Linked DNA regions of Sus scrofa: region 2 is linked to region 1. A link is a contact called in public Hi-C data. All regions are on one chromosome and are shown on one strand. The core of a region is the stretch at or near the end of the contact, and the rest is flanking DNA. Distances in the headings are between cores, read along the strand shown. Region 1 overlaps KIAA0586 (protein TALPID3). Region 2 holds the start of DACT1 (dapper homolog 1).

What was found. Hi-C and Micro-C count contacts between places; a contact is called where the count stands out from the background.
Region 2: a Hi-C map of embryonic fibroblasts shows a contact between it and region 1, with 4 times the contacts expected there. The contact joins the promoter of DACT1 here to the enhancer-like site in region 1. A contact is called at or near these places in 1 of 5 promoter capture datasets (liver), 10 of 47 Hi-C or Micro-C datasets (brain, embryonic fibroblasts, epiblast stem cells and 5 more) and 1 of 2 datasets of contacts at active chromatin or transcription factors (skeletal muscle).

Annotation. Positions count from the first base shown.
Region 1 is chr1:187,580,912-187,588,364 of Sscrofa11.1, reverse strand. KIAA0586 (protein TALPID3) reads right to left here. Exons shown (of 33, transcript XM_021102647.1): 29 at 6,404-6,575. Among named protein-coding and RNA genes, the nearest start is that of KIAA0586, 80 kb to the right of the region's middle. Within about 2 kb of position 2,979, at least 4 of the 83 cell types and tissues checked have an H3K27ac peak or open chromatin away from gene starts, as enhancers often do.
Region 2 is chr1:187,716,067-187,723,519 of Sscrofa11.1, reverse strand. It overlaps DACT1 (dapper homolog 1), which reads right to left and starts at 4,129. Exons shown (of 4, transcript XM_021102679.1): 1 at 3,687-4,129; 2 at 1,299-1,431; 3 at 392-547. The coding sequence starts at 4,031.

The sequences.
Region 1 (7,453 bases), core at 1,730-4,229:
AGAAGAAAAAAAATTAAACGTAGAAACAAAGGAAGTATATAATCAAACAGCTCCCCAAACCATTAAAAGTGCCTAATAGGTTTCAGCTCATACTACACCCTATCATTTAACGTGTATTTACCAACCATGCTACATACTCTGCTGGATGACAGGGATATGACAGTGAACAAGATACAGTCTCCACTCTCAAGTGAGATTACAAACCAGTATGATCAGGGCAACATCAGGCAGGAGACAGTACAGGAATACACAGAGAGAGTGTATCTGACGGCATCTAACCTAATGCTAAGGGGTCAGGAGAAGATTCCATGACAGCAATCAAACAACATTTCAATTTGCTGTGTAACTTCTAAAAGGTACATTCATTGAGTATAATGTACATTAGTGAGCCCTCTGTTTAAGAGGGATGCTTAAAGTATTATTCCATTCAAGTCAAATTTAATGCTTGAAATATGAAATCCCTAATTTTACTTTTCTAGAATCTTATTGCTATGAAAAAGCAATCATAGTAGACTTTCAGAGAAGATTAAGTCCCCATGAATGGCCGGTGCCAGCAGCAGCTTTGGTTCTTTAAAGTCCAATAAATTATTCCATTTGGATGAAACCCAAAGGTACCTCAAATTCCACATGGATAAAACCCCACTCATTCTTATTTCCTCCTAATTCTGTCTTTCCTCCACATTCCCTCTCTCTCTCAGTGAATGCAAATACCGTCCATCTAATCATTCTAGCCAGAAACCTGGAGATTTCTTAGACCTTCTCTTCTTTTGCACCTCTTATATTGAAACTAAGTCTTGCCCATTCTCCTTAAATGTCTCTCAAATCTCCCTTTTTATATATTCTCACTAGTGAATAATGTCTCACCAGGTTTGCTTTAATAACTATATAAAAGCTGGAGGCTCCTTGCTCCCAGTCTTAATCCTTTCAATCTGTCCATCACAGTGCACCTCACATGAGCTTGCCAAATAAAAAGTAAACATGATCATATGGCTCATTTATGCAAAAATTTTTTTTCTTTTTTTTAGGGCTGCACCCTCGGCATATGGAGGTTCCCAGGCTAGGGGTTGAATAGGAACTACAGTTGCTGGCCTACACCACAGCCACAGCAACGCAAGATCTGATCCACATCTGCAACCTACACCACAGCTCATGGCAACACCAGATCCTTAACCCACTGAGCAAGGCCAGGGATCAAACCTGCATCCTCATGGACACTAGTAGGGTTCGTTAACCACTGAGCCACAACAGGAACTCCAATTTATATGTAATCCTTAAGGGAATCTGTGAATATCACAAAACATTCAGAATTTAGAGAAACTCGAGACTGAATTTTCCAAGGGAATAAATACAAAATAAGATTGGAATTCTTTTCTATTTTGCACACAAATGGACCTCTGCTGTCTTCCAGTAAATCCAAAAACAGCTTGGTATTATCATCCATATTCACATGGTTTCTGCTTACTCTCCCAATCTCATTGCATCCCAAGATCTAATTCACTGATAAAGTACTTACATGTCCCTGCTTAAGTATCACTGTCTGGCCATCCCCTTGTCTCACTGCATATTCTGCCTGGAAGGTTTCTCCTACACTTACTACAGGGTCATCATCTTTTTTTGTCTTTCTTTTTTTTTTTTTTTTTGTCTTTTTGCCTTTTCTAGGGCCACACCCGCAGCATTTAGAGGGTCCTAGGCTAGCGGTCTATTCAGAGCTGTAGCCACCAGCCTATGCCAGAGCCACAGCAACTTGGGATCTGAGCTGCATCTGTGACCCTACACCACAGCTCATGGCAATGCTGGCTCCTTAACCCACTGAGTGAGGCCAGGGATTGAACCCACAACCTCATGGTTCCTAGTCAGATTTGTTAGACACTGAGCCACGACAGGAACTCCACCATCATCTATTCATCATTGAGAATTCATTTCAAGTAAGCTCCCCACATATGAAGTCTTTCTTGACTGCCCTCCCCAGATACACTTGACCTGTACTCCCACCCTACATGGACTTCCTCACAATAACTGTAATAATTTACCACATGTTTTTGCCTTGTCATTTACTACCTCTACTAGAGAAAAAAACTCATTATGGATAGGGCCTTACCAGGTTTTATATTCCTTTTACCTAGAATGAACTTAGAGCAGAAATAAGCACTCAAAAAAATCTTTTCTGAATAGGTAAATGAACAAAATGGAACATGCATATCACACTTCATCATTTGGCTAATTCCTCTGAGATTCAGTTTCACATTGGCTCGTGTGGGAAACCTTCTCTGAGCCGTCATGTGTGGGCTATTTTTCCTCCGTGCTCCTACAGCAGTCTGCGCTGTTGCACTAATCACACAATATTATAATTGTTATCTTATTTCTCCTACACAAATCTGTAAACTCCCTTGAGGGCAGATGTCTACCATCTCTTATCTCAGGACTCTGATACAGTACTAATATGGCAGCAGGTACACATGAGGTATTCAATGTAAGTTTGCTAAGAAAATGAAGAGTTCTAATTGGTAGTTAAGTCCCAGGGTCCTCACAGTTTGTTCAAAATTCCAGTTTACATTTTAGGATTCTCAAGACAATTCTTCAAAGCCTATTTAGCATCTTTTTGTTACTCAATCCAACTTGAGAGCCTCAGAATTAGAAACAGTGGTAGGGGGCTATAGGTTGCCAAGTAGGACACTTTCTGCAAGTGAGCAGGGATACAGACAGGCAACATAATAAGATGGGAGCCTTTGTAAACGAAGTTATTAAAAATCAACAGGAAAGGCCTGAGATTAGCCAATAGCAAAAGTAATGATACATGGATTTCATTCTTCGACAGTAACCATAACGTAACAGGATATTTAAAACAAGAGGAACAAGCTAGTTCACTCTAGCACCGTCCTTTTAGGCAACTGTGCATAGTCTCTGGTTCTATTAAATACATTTGAAAAGATATTTTTACATACGCCAAGCATTACTAAAAAGAGTAACAGTCGTCATGTATCAAGCTAAGTGCTAACTATTTTACATGCATTGTCACCTACTAACTACTTTACATGGATTGTTATCCCTAATAACCTTATGAAGTAGATGTTTTTGTGGTAACAAACCTCTACAATGACCCCTAATACATGAGTCCTGGCAGTCGCACCTTTCTGTAATCCCCTATTATATTATTCCAGGATAGGTCTGTGTTATCAACAGAATGTGGCAGAAGAAATGACATGTCACATCTAAAATTAGGTTATGAAAGACACTGTGGTTTCCATCTTGGTTGCTCACTTTCTCTCAGGTCATCCACTCTGGGAATAGTCAGCTTTCGTGTCATGAGCAGCTGTATAGGAAGGTTCATGTAGTAAGGAACTGAGGCATCTTGCCATCAACCATGTGAGTGAGCCTGGAAAGCAGCTCCTCCAACCCTAGTTAAAGCTTTCAGATGACCAAAGCCTCACCAACAGCTTGACTACACCCTCAAGAGATCCTGAGAACCATGCAGATACGCCACTCCTAGATTCACGACTTTGCAAAACTATGTGAGACAATAAATGTTTGCTATCTTCAGCTGTTAAATTTTGCGGTAAACCTATTAAAATAATAATAATTTTAAAAATTGGGAGGTAATTTGCTACAGAGCAAAAGATAACTAATACACAAATATCATCCCCACTTCATAGATGAATTAACTTGGGCTCAAAAAGATTAAATTATTTGCCCAAATATACAGAGCTGGAAGTGATTCCTGAAACTCCAAAAGCTCAAACTCCTAGACATTCTCTTATACTGACTCATCTATATACTCAATCTTATGCCACATTACTTATTGTTTTTTCTAATTGAACAAAATAAATATCTACAATTTACCTACAACTAAAAATGCACTATACCCATAGGTAATCTGCTAGGTGCTACCAGGGTATAAGGGGGAGCTGAACAGGATGTATCCTCACGGATTTCACTTCTAACAAGTAAGTACCTCCTTGTTCCCAAGTACCAAGCAGCTCTCAAGTGATCTGCAAGAGCCATCTAGTGTCAATTCTATGTAATTGCAGTCTGCACAGTTGACAAAGAAACAAAAGTCACATTTTATGCCACTTTGAATCATAATTTAAAAGAATGTAAAAAATTTAATACTCTTATGCACATAAAATGAGAACAAATTCAAATATTACTTTACATTTATTGCTATAGAAAACTCAGTCTTGAATTTCTCTCAGTTCTGAATGATACAAGGTGTTTGCTCAATATAAAACTGACATGAGGATGTGGCACAGTGGGTTAAGAATCCTACTGCAGGAGTTCCCGTCATGGCGCAGTGGTTAACAAATCCGACTAGGAACCATGAGGTTGCGGGTTCGGTCCCTGTCCTTGCTCAGTGGGTTAACGATCCGGCGCTGCCGTGAGCTGTGGTGTAGGTTGCAGACGCGGCTCAGATCCTGCGTTGCTGTGGCTCTGGCGTAGGCCAGTGGCTACAGCTCCAATTCGACCCCTAGCCTGGGAACCTCCATATGCTGCAAGAGCGGCCCAAAGAAATAGCAAAAAGACCCAAAAAAAAGAATCCTACTGCAGCAGCTCAGGTCACAGCTACAGTTTGGATTCAGTCCTCAGCCCAGGAACTTCCATTTGCCGCAGACGCAGCCATGGGGGGAAAAAAAACTAGCACTGAATACTCTACACCAATGCTTTTCTAAAATTCAGGCATCCCCTTTTCTGGTTTCTGGGAAATCTGCATATCTCCAGAAGTTCTTTCATTTAAGAGAATGCAGTCATAAGCATGAGGGGGAAAATAAATAAATGAGAATATTGTTGATTTTCCTTAATTTGAAGATTCTTTTTTTGCAAATTCACCTCCTTGAGGAAATTTATTTTTAACCTCAAAATACTCCCAGCACGTTCAGTCACTTGTAGACATGTGCAGAGCAATGAAAACCCGAATCACGCTACACACACTTCAGCAAGTGAGGCTGAACACAGTGCTACTCTGCTTTCTTATCAGTTCTTATACTGTGAACAAATGTTCTTTTTTGCTGTCTATTTAGTGACATATTTTTCACATTTTTGTATATTTTGTTGGTGGTTTTACTGTTTAAAATGGCCCCCAAACGTCTTTCTAGTAACCCTAAGTGCAAGAAGGCTGTGATGGGCCTTACAGAAAAAATACATGTATTAGATAAGCTTCCTGCAGGAATGAGTTACAGTGCTATTGGCTGTGAGTTCAATATTAATGAATCACTAATATATATTAAATAAGTGTATTTAAGTAGAAACATACATAAAATAAGGCTATGTACTGATCACCTGTCAAAAATGTATTTAACAGTATGGAACATGATAGAGGATAATAGTTGAGGAAAAGAATGTATATATGTGTGTGTGTGTACATACAGATAGACTGGGTCACTCTGCTGTACAGCAGAAACTGACAGAACATTGTAAATCAACTATAATAAAAAAAACTTAAAAAATAAAAATAAATTTAAAAAAAATGTATACAACATCGGAGGCTCATAGTAACCTAACCCTATTATTTCCCCTAGAAGAAGGGGTTCAGCATTTGCTAATTTAGTGTTTCTGCTGACTCTACAGGACATGTATACTGCATATACTAAGAATCAACTACATAAGATAAAATTGATGTTCTCTATTCTACTCTTATTGCCAAAGTGTTACAGGAGAAAGTTTACTTAATAAAGTTTCAAAGTAGTCCAGAGTGCATGGACACTGAGTCAGAAATTCGTACAGGGTGAACTTCTACAATGTTGCCTTATTTAAACTTGTTCTACATAAGATCTATTATATCATAGTTTTGATGTGCTAGTTATATTTTTCTATCATATATTAAAACAAATACATCACTCTTAAAAATTTCTAAGTAGACATAACGCACATTACCAAAATTATCTCATGCACCACCCAGTGATTCATGTGCCAACACTATTACATCACATTTGGGGAAATACTGCTATATAAATCATTGAAAAAGGTATTACACTCCTTTTAATAAGGAAATTAGGCAAGTCCCTACCTGAAAATAGTTACACTTTTTTTTTTTTTTTTTTTTTTTTTTTTTGCTTTTTAGGGCCACACCCAAGTCATATGGAAGTTCCCAGGCTAAGGGTCAAATCGGGGCTATAGCCACCAGCCTACGCCATAACCACAGCAATTCGGGATCCGAGCCACATCTGCAACCTACACCACAGCTCACGGCAGAGATCAAACCTGCATCCTCATGGTTACTAGTCAGATTCATTTCCTCTGCACCACAATGGGAACTCCTAGTTATGCTTTTCTTAATTCAGATTAGGAACACTACCGTAAGAGTATAACAACACAAAACAATAAAGAATTCAGTGTGGAAACAGTACAAAGAAAGTGTGATGGGATTCAAAGTGAATATTCTGACATCAAGAAGCAGTATTTTGGTGTATACCTGTAACTGTGTCACACTGTTGAGATAATGGCTTAGGAGCACATTTTTGATCTGAAGACTCTGTGTTAGCCACAGGCTCCTGCGTATAGGCAGAATGTCCCAGTAAGATGTTCTCTGCTGTCAGACTGGGCCTTTGTCCTCCACTAAGTTCATCAACACTGTTTTCTAAGTTCTGCAAGAAGTAGAAACCATTGTCACAAATATTACATTAAAATGAGTCAGAGCAAGAAATATTTGTCAAATATATTGTGATGCAGACCACTCGATTGCTTGAAAGGGATTTCAGAAAGTGCTTATTACGCCACATACATACTACAGGACAGTGAGTTTAAGATGTCTAAGTGGGGAGTTCCTGCTGTGGCTCAGTGGGTTAAGGATCCGGCGTTGCCCTGAGCTGTGGTGTAGGTCACAGATGCACACGCATTGCTATGGCTGTGGTATAGGCCAGCAACTGTAGCTCTCAATCGATTCAACCCCTGGCCTGGGAACCTCCATATGCCGTGGGTGCGGCCCTAAAAAGCAAAACAAACAAACAAAGAAAAAATATGTCTAAGTGATCAGCTTTGTTTTTATTTATTTTGTCTTTTCCGGGCAGCGCCCACAGCATAAGGTTCCCAGGCCAGGGGTGAAGTCAGAGCTGTAGTTGCTGGCCTACACCACAGCCACGGCAATGCCAGATCCGAGCCACACCTGCGACCTACACCACAGCTCAAGGCAATACCGGATCCTTAAACCACTGAGAAAGGCCAGGGATTGAACCCACGTCCTTGCAGATACTAGTTGGGTTCGTTAACCAGTGCGGCACAACGGAACGCCAATAAGCTCTGTTTTTAACTCCTTATTTCTCATGAAGTTAAATACCCATTATCTGTTTTTTTTCAACCTCCAAATTAGACAGCAATAATACACATCAGAAAAATTTTATTATTTAAAACACCACATGCTGTCACACATTATACACTGTTCAAACAACTTAAAATCAGAAGAATAGAAAATTCACTCCTTGTTCTTCATGAATGCAAACTGGCTAAAAGTATTAGTGTGAATTTT
Region 2 (7,453 bases), core at 2,880-5,379, 130 kb before region 1:
ACAGCCACAGCAACACAGGATCCCAGCTGCGTCTGAGACCTACACCACAGCTCATGGCAACGCTGGATCCTTAACCCACTGAGCAAGACCAGGGGTCGAACCCACAACCTCATGGTTCCTAGTCAGATTCATTAACCACTGAGCCACGACAGGAACTCTGGGACACAATTTCTAATGCTGAGCTGTTTACTACTATCAGTATATAAAGCCAGGTGACACCCAAAGAGGACTGAACTAGTGGTGAGCTTGATTCCAGATGCAACTATGGCACTAAATGCAAGAAGCTGGTGAAATTCTCTGAGCTCTTGTTTTTTATCAGTAGAAGGAGGTGAAGTTGACCTTTAAGGACCCATTCCAATTAAGAATGTCTTTCAATTCTACAAAGTCTTACCTGCAGATTTGGGGCAACCATCTGATATAGTCAAGGCTGCCTCCAAGGGGCTGCAAAAGCAGGTGCTGGAGTGACAACTGGATAAACATTCACTGAAGACCGAGTTTGAGGAATTGGAAAGGGACCCTGAAGCCCCATCACTCAGTTCATAAAACCCTACAAATAAAAATATCATTTGGGATTAAGATCATGTCAAGCAATAATACACATTCGTGTTAAAAGGAAAACGGGTGATCATGTAGGGAAAGTAGGAAAGGGAGAGTATGGAGGGGGTGCCAATTTTGGTTCACTAGGTTTAGTGTCCTGATTTTATGGCTTCATTTCTAGCAATCCTTAGAAAAAGGCAAAGAGCCCATGACTATGGGTACATTTCAAAGTTACTCTCACTCTCAAACTGACCTTCCTCCTTGACCCCACCTTTAAAGATGTGCAAGGAAAGAGACTTAGATCTGTCAAGGCTTCAACTTTTTCATGAACATTTCAGAAAGAGTAACTTGAAGAGAAAAACAAATTTATTTAAGGAGCCAAATGGTTTAAAAGGAAAACAAAAAACAAAAAAAACTTTTGAAGTGGTCTCAGGAAGTTGAAGTGTGACTAATTTTCTAGCCTAGTTCTGACTTTCTCAAGTTTCAAAGGAAGAACGCTCTTCCAGAAATTTGAATAGAAGCTTTTATTTTTAAACTCAGGGCATTGAGTCAGATCAATCTCATTATTAAAAATTTGGCTGTCTGATTTTGTTTTCCCCTCATGCCACTGAATGGCAGACTGTTTTTTGTTTTGTCTTGTTAATTCTCTCTGCACTGGAAACAAATGTCATTGTCCTTTGCAGACCTGGGGATGCTAAGCATGGGGGGGGCCAAGGTAGCACTCAGGACTGCAGAATTCTCCCTTGTGCTCCCACACTCACCTGAGCTAGGTCGGCTGTCTGTCTCCAGGTGCTCTTCAGAGGTCTTTTCCACATCCAGTCTCAGGTCACTTATCTGCTTGTCGAGTTCTTGCAACTGGTTCAACAAACCAGCATCTCTTCTCCTCAAACAATTCTGATTAGGAAGAGACAGAGAAAGGAAAAATAAACACATTTTGGTGACAAAGAACCAGAAAGCCCACTCTAAGTATTCCAATTACCATCTGAGGCAGTCACTAAATCTTCTAAAACCAAAATTCTCCTGGATGACTTGAAATAAAAAAACTTTAAAAATATGTCCTATATCTAATTCCACTTTCTCACATTTTCTGGTGATATAAAGTTTCTTCATGAAAACAAGGCTTGCTTTTAGTTTCAACTAACATACACACACACACACACACACACACACACACATATATACACACACATTAACTTTTTATAGGTAGGGATAAAAAAAAAACTGAGGTTTTTAAAAATCCTCTGTGTACAGCCAATTTTTTTCACACAACAGTACTTCACAGTAGACTCTTCGACTTGAAGGTAGAGTGTAACAGATTTCCTCCAATGCACTATAATCTTACTTAGGTGAGATTTTCTGGCCAAATGTCCTGCAGAGTTTTGTTTTCTATGAATTGCTTTGTGGGGTTTAATCAGTCTTAGGGCCTTTGAAAGTGAGAAACTAATACTAATAGCCAGTGCCAAGTATAATGTGAGCTGGCAGAATCCAAAACCCTCAAGGGAAGCTCCATCAAGATTTGAACTCAACTCGGGTTTCCAAAGGTGACAGATTGGAGTGTCACACCGCCACCTAGTGCTTCCTATGGCTGGGAGAGGGAAAAAAAAAAAAAAAAAAAAAAAAAAAAAAAAAAAAACCTCAAAAGGCATCTGGTTCAAATCACAAATGCCAAGTCTACAAATGAAAATAGTACCACAAACACTGACTGGCCGGGAATTCTCCTGACATGCAGCCTTGCTCCCCTCCAGGGGACAACAGGAATGCGCCACTTAAAATCGTGAGATTCAAGAAGAGCAGGAGGTGCTATTGTACAATGCACACAATGTCAATGACCAGGCATAACCAGCAAGAATTGGCTCAAATCAGAGTTATACGCAACTCTGGTCTGCTACCAAAAACCACAGACAAATGCCAAAACAAGAGGTATTCCACAAACCACCATGTACATCCATCCTGACTAAACAGATGCACATCTACTCCTCTTGTCTGTCCTTTGACTTAAAAAGCTTGGGGACACACATGTTTATTTGTTAGAATGAGTTTCTTCAGGGGTAAAAAGGAACTAAACAAGTCAAATCACGTCAATGCTCAAAAAAAGAGAAAATCATCTGAAAAGAGGTAAAACAAGAAGGCACTTGACAACTGCACAGCATCACTCTGTTCGTAATTGCAGGAGGGACATTATCTAGCATGTGTCTAGTTTCAGATAGGATCACATGGTCAGATAAGGATTTTTTTTTTTTTTTCTGTTTGCAAAACTACATTTTTGAGGTCACCGAAACAAAGCTGCCGCCATTACTCTGAGGCGGGGTCAAAAGCTGTTCATCAATACATGAAGCGCCAAAGTTCTTTTTCTTCCCGATTAATGAAGACTGCGGGGAATGTCTGAGACACTGACGCAAATCCAGTAAAGAGAAATGCTCCCTGGAAGCAGATTTTCACTTCTCTCACCTCCAATTCAAGTCTCAGCGAAGAGTACGGATAAAATATGAGGGGAGGGGACACTTTCTCCAGCCAAATTTCCATCATTTGCATGTGTCTTAGCCGCTCATACAAAGGGCTTCTATCTGAAATGAGGCAGCAGCCCAGGCAAAAGCTGGCCGGCCGGGGACAACCCTAGGAGCGGCAGGGTCCCCGGGGCCACTTCCGTGTAACCGTAAAATTCGGCACGGGACAGGCAACCATGCCACACGCCCCCTCCTCGGCTTTTGTCCCCTCCTGGCGGAAGGACCTGAAGCCGAGAAGCCCTTCAAAGAAATGCTATTTCAAACGAGGGTTTGCAAACCTTCGGGAAGAGCGCACGCATTTGTCTAACTATAGAGAGGGGAGGTTAGGAACAGGCAACACCAAGAATCCCGAAGGCAAAAGAGGGAGGTGGGGGAGGGCGGCCACCCCCGCCCAGCCCTCCGCGCGGGGTCGCCAGGCCCTCACCTGACACAAAGCGGGCACACGCCGGGGACCCGTGGGCGTCGGCAACCCACACGCCGCGGGCACCCTCAGGAACCCAGGGTCAGGGAGGCACCGGGAGGGGATCCCCGGAAGCCGGAGGATGTCTCCAGCCCGCCGCACCCAAGCGCCCGCCGCGGGCCACCTGCCCGAAACCCGGCCCCTCATCAAGGACAGCCGCGCCCCCACCTCCGGCCAAGACCTACCAATTGCTTCCGCAGCAGCAAGATGTTCTCCTCCAAGAACTTCTCCTCCAGGCGGCTGCGCTGCGCCGCCTCCCCCGGCAGCTCCCCGGAGCGGACTGCAGCGGCCCCCGAGACCCCGGCGCCGCGCAGGGCGCCCCGGACCAGCAGTTCCTGGCGCTGGCGCAGGTACTCCAGTTCCGCCAGCCCGGCCAGCGTGGCCTCCTGCCGCTCGCGGGTGCGCTGCCGCTCCGTGTCCGCCTCTCCCTTCTCCCGCCAGCGCCCCTCGGACTCCGCCGCGCGCTGCTCGCCCCGGGCCGGCGCCGGCGGCTCCAGCTCCCTCGCGGTCCCTGCCAGACTCGGCTTCATGGCCCCCAACCCTGCAGCGCGCACCCGTCCCCGCAGCCGGGCCGCCCGGGAGGAGGAGCGGGCGCTAAGGCTGCGACCCTGGGCTCATGCCTCCCGGCGGTGGGGCGCGGTGGCGGCGGCGATGGGGGCGGAGACACGGAGCGCTCGGGACCCGCGCGTGGCCGCGGGCTGCAGCCGTCCGGGCCCGGGCGGCGTCGTCCGCTGTCGCCGAGCGTCCCTCGCCGCGGCCCCGCAACTGATAACGCCCTGCCCGGCGCTACGTCACGAGCGGCGGCACAGCGAACCCCCGCCCGGCGCCCGCCTCCCCGCGCCGGCCCCTCGGCGGCGAGGCCCGCTCCCCCTTCGGCTTCCCCCTCTTGTGTCTGGGGCGCCGCTCGCGCTCTGCGCCGGCCTCCTCCTCGCGCGGCCCTCCCCGCTCCTCCCTCTCTCCTCCCCCCTCGCTCTTCCCGCGGGCCTCCTCGCCCCCTTTTCGGGTTTACGGCACCCAGTTTTTGCCTCGCTCCTTATTGGTTCTTTTCCGTCTCACAAAGCCACGGGCGAGCGCCTCGATCCCCAGCATCCTATTACAGTCGGCCTCGCAGGCAGGGTCCGCCGAGGGACGCGGTAGTTGGGCTCCCCGGAGAACTTTCTGAAACTCGACCGAGTTGCAGCACAGTATTAACCCTTTCCCACACGTCCACTGTCCCTATCCACTCCGGCCGACTTAGGTTTCTTTCACCTTACCCAGCAAGGTCCTGCCAAAGTATTCCAAGACCGTATCTTGGGTTTGGTTTTTTGACTCCACGCTGTAAAAGGCAGGAACTACAAGGCACAGTACACCGTTGTCCTAAAACCGTTTAGCCCTCAGTTTTGTTGCTGTTGTTTTCATCTTTTTTTACGGAAAGCATTAAAAATTAGGCAGTAGGATGTCGCTGTATTGCAAGCGGTTGCATCAATTCTTTTACAGGCTTGGGGTCTAGTGTGTGCGCGCGCGTGCGCGCCTCGGTTTTTGAGTTTTTTTATTGTTGTTATTTAGTCTGCAAGCACAAAAGCTCTGACTGAAACCAGACTGCTTGCATTTGAATGCCCTTTCCAGCCAAGACAGGCTGTGCAAGTAACTTCACCTCCGTTTCCCCAATGGTAGAATGGAGCTGCTAACAGAACATGTCTGTTGTAAGAATTATAAATTCAGTATGTAATATGCATGGGGGTGCGTTAACAGCGTGGCAGGCACATACATAGTAAGGGCTATAAGAGTTGTAACTTTTTTTTTCCTCCAGGGAGACAAACTTTTCCCCTGGAGCAGCAGTGGTATTATGGTCATGTTTACTTGGCACACTCGTCACAGGGAATTTCAATAGGATGGGGACCTGGAAATGCCACTAGCTGGCTTATCTATGGAAAAGTACCATATCTATTTTTAAAAAAGCAATAGGGCCAGGAGCCTCAGAAGTTGAAGCCAGCAAGTCACAATTTGCTGAAACTTAGGTAAATGATAATCCTATATCATTACCTTAGACTTTTACACCTTTACCCAGCTGTTTACCCCTGTCAAGAATTCTCTATTTCTGGAGTTCCCTGGTGGCCTAACAATTCAGGACTCCGAGTCATCACTGCTCTGGCTCAGGTTACTATTGTGGCTCTGTGGCTGGTTCCCTGGTCCACGAACTGCCACACAGCAAGCTAGGGGCAGAAGGGATTCTCCATTTCTCCCCTCTGTGTGGTCCTCCAGCCTCCTTCCTTCCAAGATCAGTTCACTTCCCTCCTCTGAACTCCAGTTAATTGCATGACTCTTTGATTCTTACCAAATGCTACTTGTATGGTTATTTATCTGGGTATGTACATACACATCTATGTAGGTGTTTATATGTATCTCTTCCCTCCAATTACATTATTAAAGTTTATGCTTTCCCAAGGATCCTGAATGCAGAGATTGTTTTAATATCCTCTTGGTATTACTGTACTCAGGACCATGGCTTTGCAAGCATTCAAGAAACTGTACATTAGTTATAAATTGCTTTTTCATGAACAGACTTTCTAACTAACTTTATAGTACCCATTTAGTCTCTGTGACAAATAGAGTCAAGTTGACATTTACCAAAAACCCCCCAAAAAGAAAACAGTTCTCTTGCCACCCTCCACTGATGTCCCCATGGCTGCCCCTCTCAGACATGAAAGGGACTATAGCTACAACCAAGATTCATTATTAACCAGACTGTATATTAGATCTAAAAATGGAATTATGCTTAGGTGCTCATCAGCAAACAAAATTAATTCTATTCAGCTCACCTATGCTTTATGCCTACTGTAGGCCAAACACCATACTTGGTAATAGAGGAATTAAATTCTAATTTTAGTAGGACTTCTGTCTGCCAAATTCCACTCACCCATGTCCTCTGTCATTGTCTCATGTTATTCATTTCTAGGCAAGCCTCTTGCTTTCTAGTTCTGAATTAGATGCCTTCTGGCTGGGTGGAGTCTATTATTGTGGCCTGTGTTATGTCACACACTGACAACTATATTTATGTAGTTGAGGGGGGAAAAAAAAGCTGAAACATGTTTCTAACCACTACTAATAAATCTTGTCAAAGTAGACAGACAAGTCGCTGTGTCTCCAAACCTCCCCCCTCCTCCAATTCCCTCACCACCAAATGCCACTTTGAGCTGGCTCATTAGTCCAAAGCAAACCATTTGCCATAACAGTTTGTACACCTCCACAAAAAAGTGTCCCCAGCAAACTTAAATATTAGAACTAATGTTTTCAAATGGTTCCACCAATAAAATGGTCACAACTAGGAAAAAAGGTTATGCTTTCCCAAGGATCCCTTACACATTAATAAATAATGCTGTTCATTCACACCCCAATTAAAACAAACTCAGGCTGTCAAGTGAAGTTAGAAGCAAGGAGCTCAATGCTGTAATTGTTCTCCCAGGAAAACTCCTAATGTCGTCAGATTAAATGGGCCTGGTTGGGTTGCCCCTATTCTCTTCTTAACCCAACAGCCAAATCTTCTCCTTTCCAGTTTTGGCCCAGCTTGCTTTCTTTCTTTGATTCTTTGTTTTGGTTGCAGGTATTTGGGAGGCAGTTGAAGGTAATCACCCACCATTGGCTGCTCCCGCCTGTCTACAGCTGGCTCGCATTTCCCTCTACTGTTTTGATTCTTCTTTCCCTTTCTTTTTAAAGGAAGTGTTGGGGAGTCTTCCTCCACCAATGCTACTTTGTTACCATCTTTCTAGTTTTGTTCAGCCTTTGTTAGTTCTCTTGCTTTCCCTGGAGGCCTCTGTCCTCTCAAAAAAGCTGCTAATCAACACTCAGAAAGTATGACATGAAAGACAGGGTGGATCTGCTGCCTGGAGGATATGAAGAGTAAGTTAAAGTTGCCAGCATGAAAAAGGAGTCTTGACTGAATAGATCACAGTTGTGTAGCCGATGCTTTAAGATA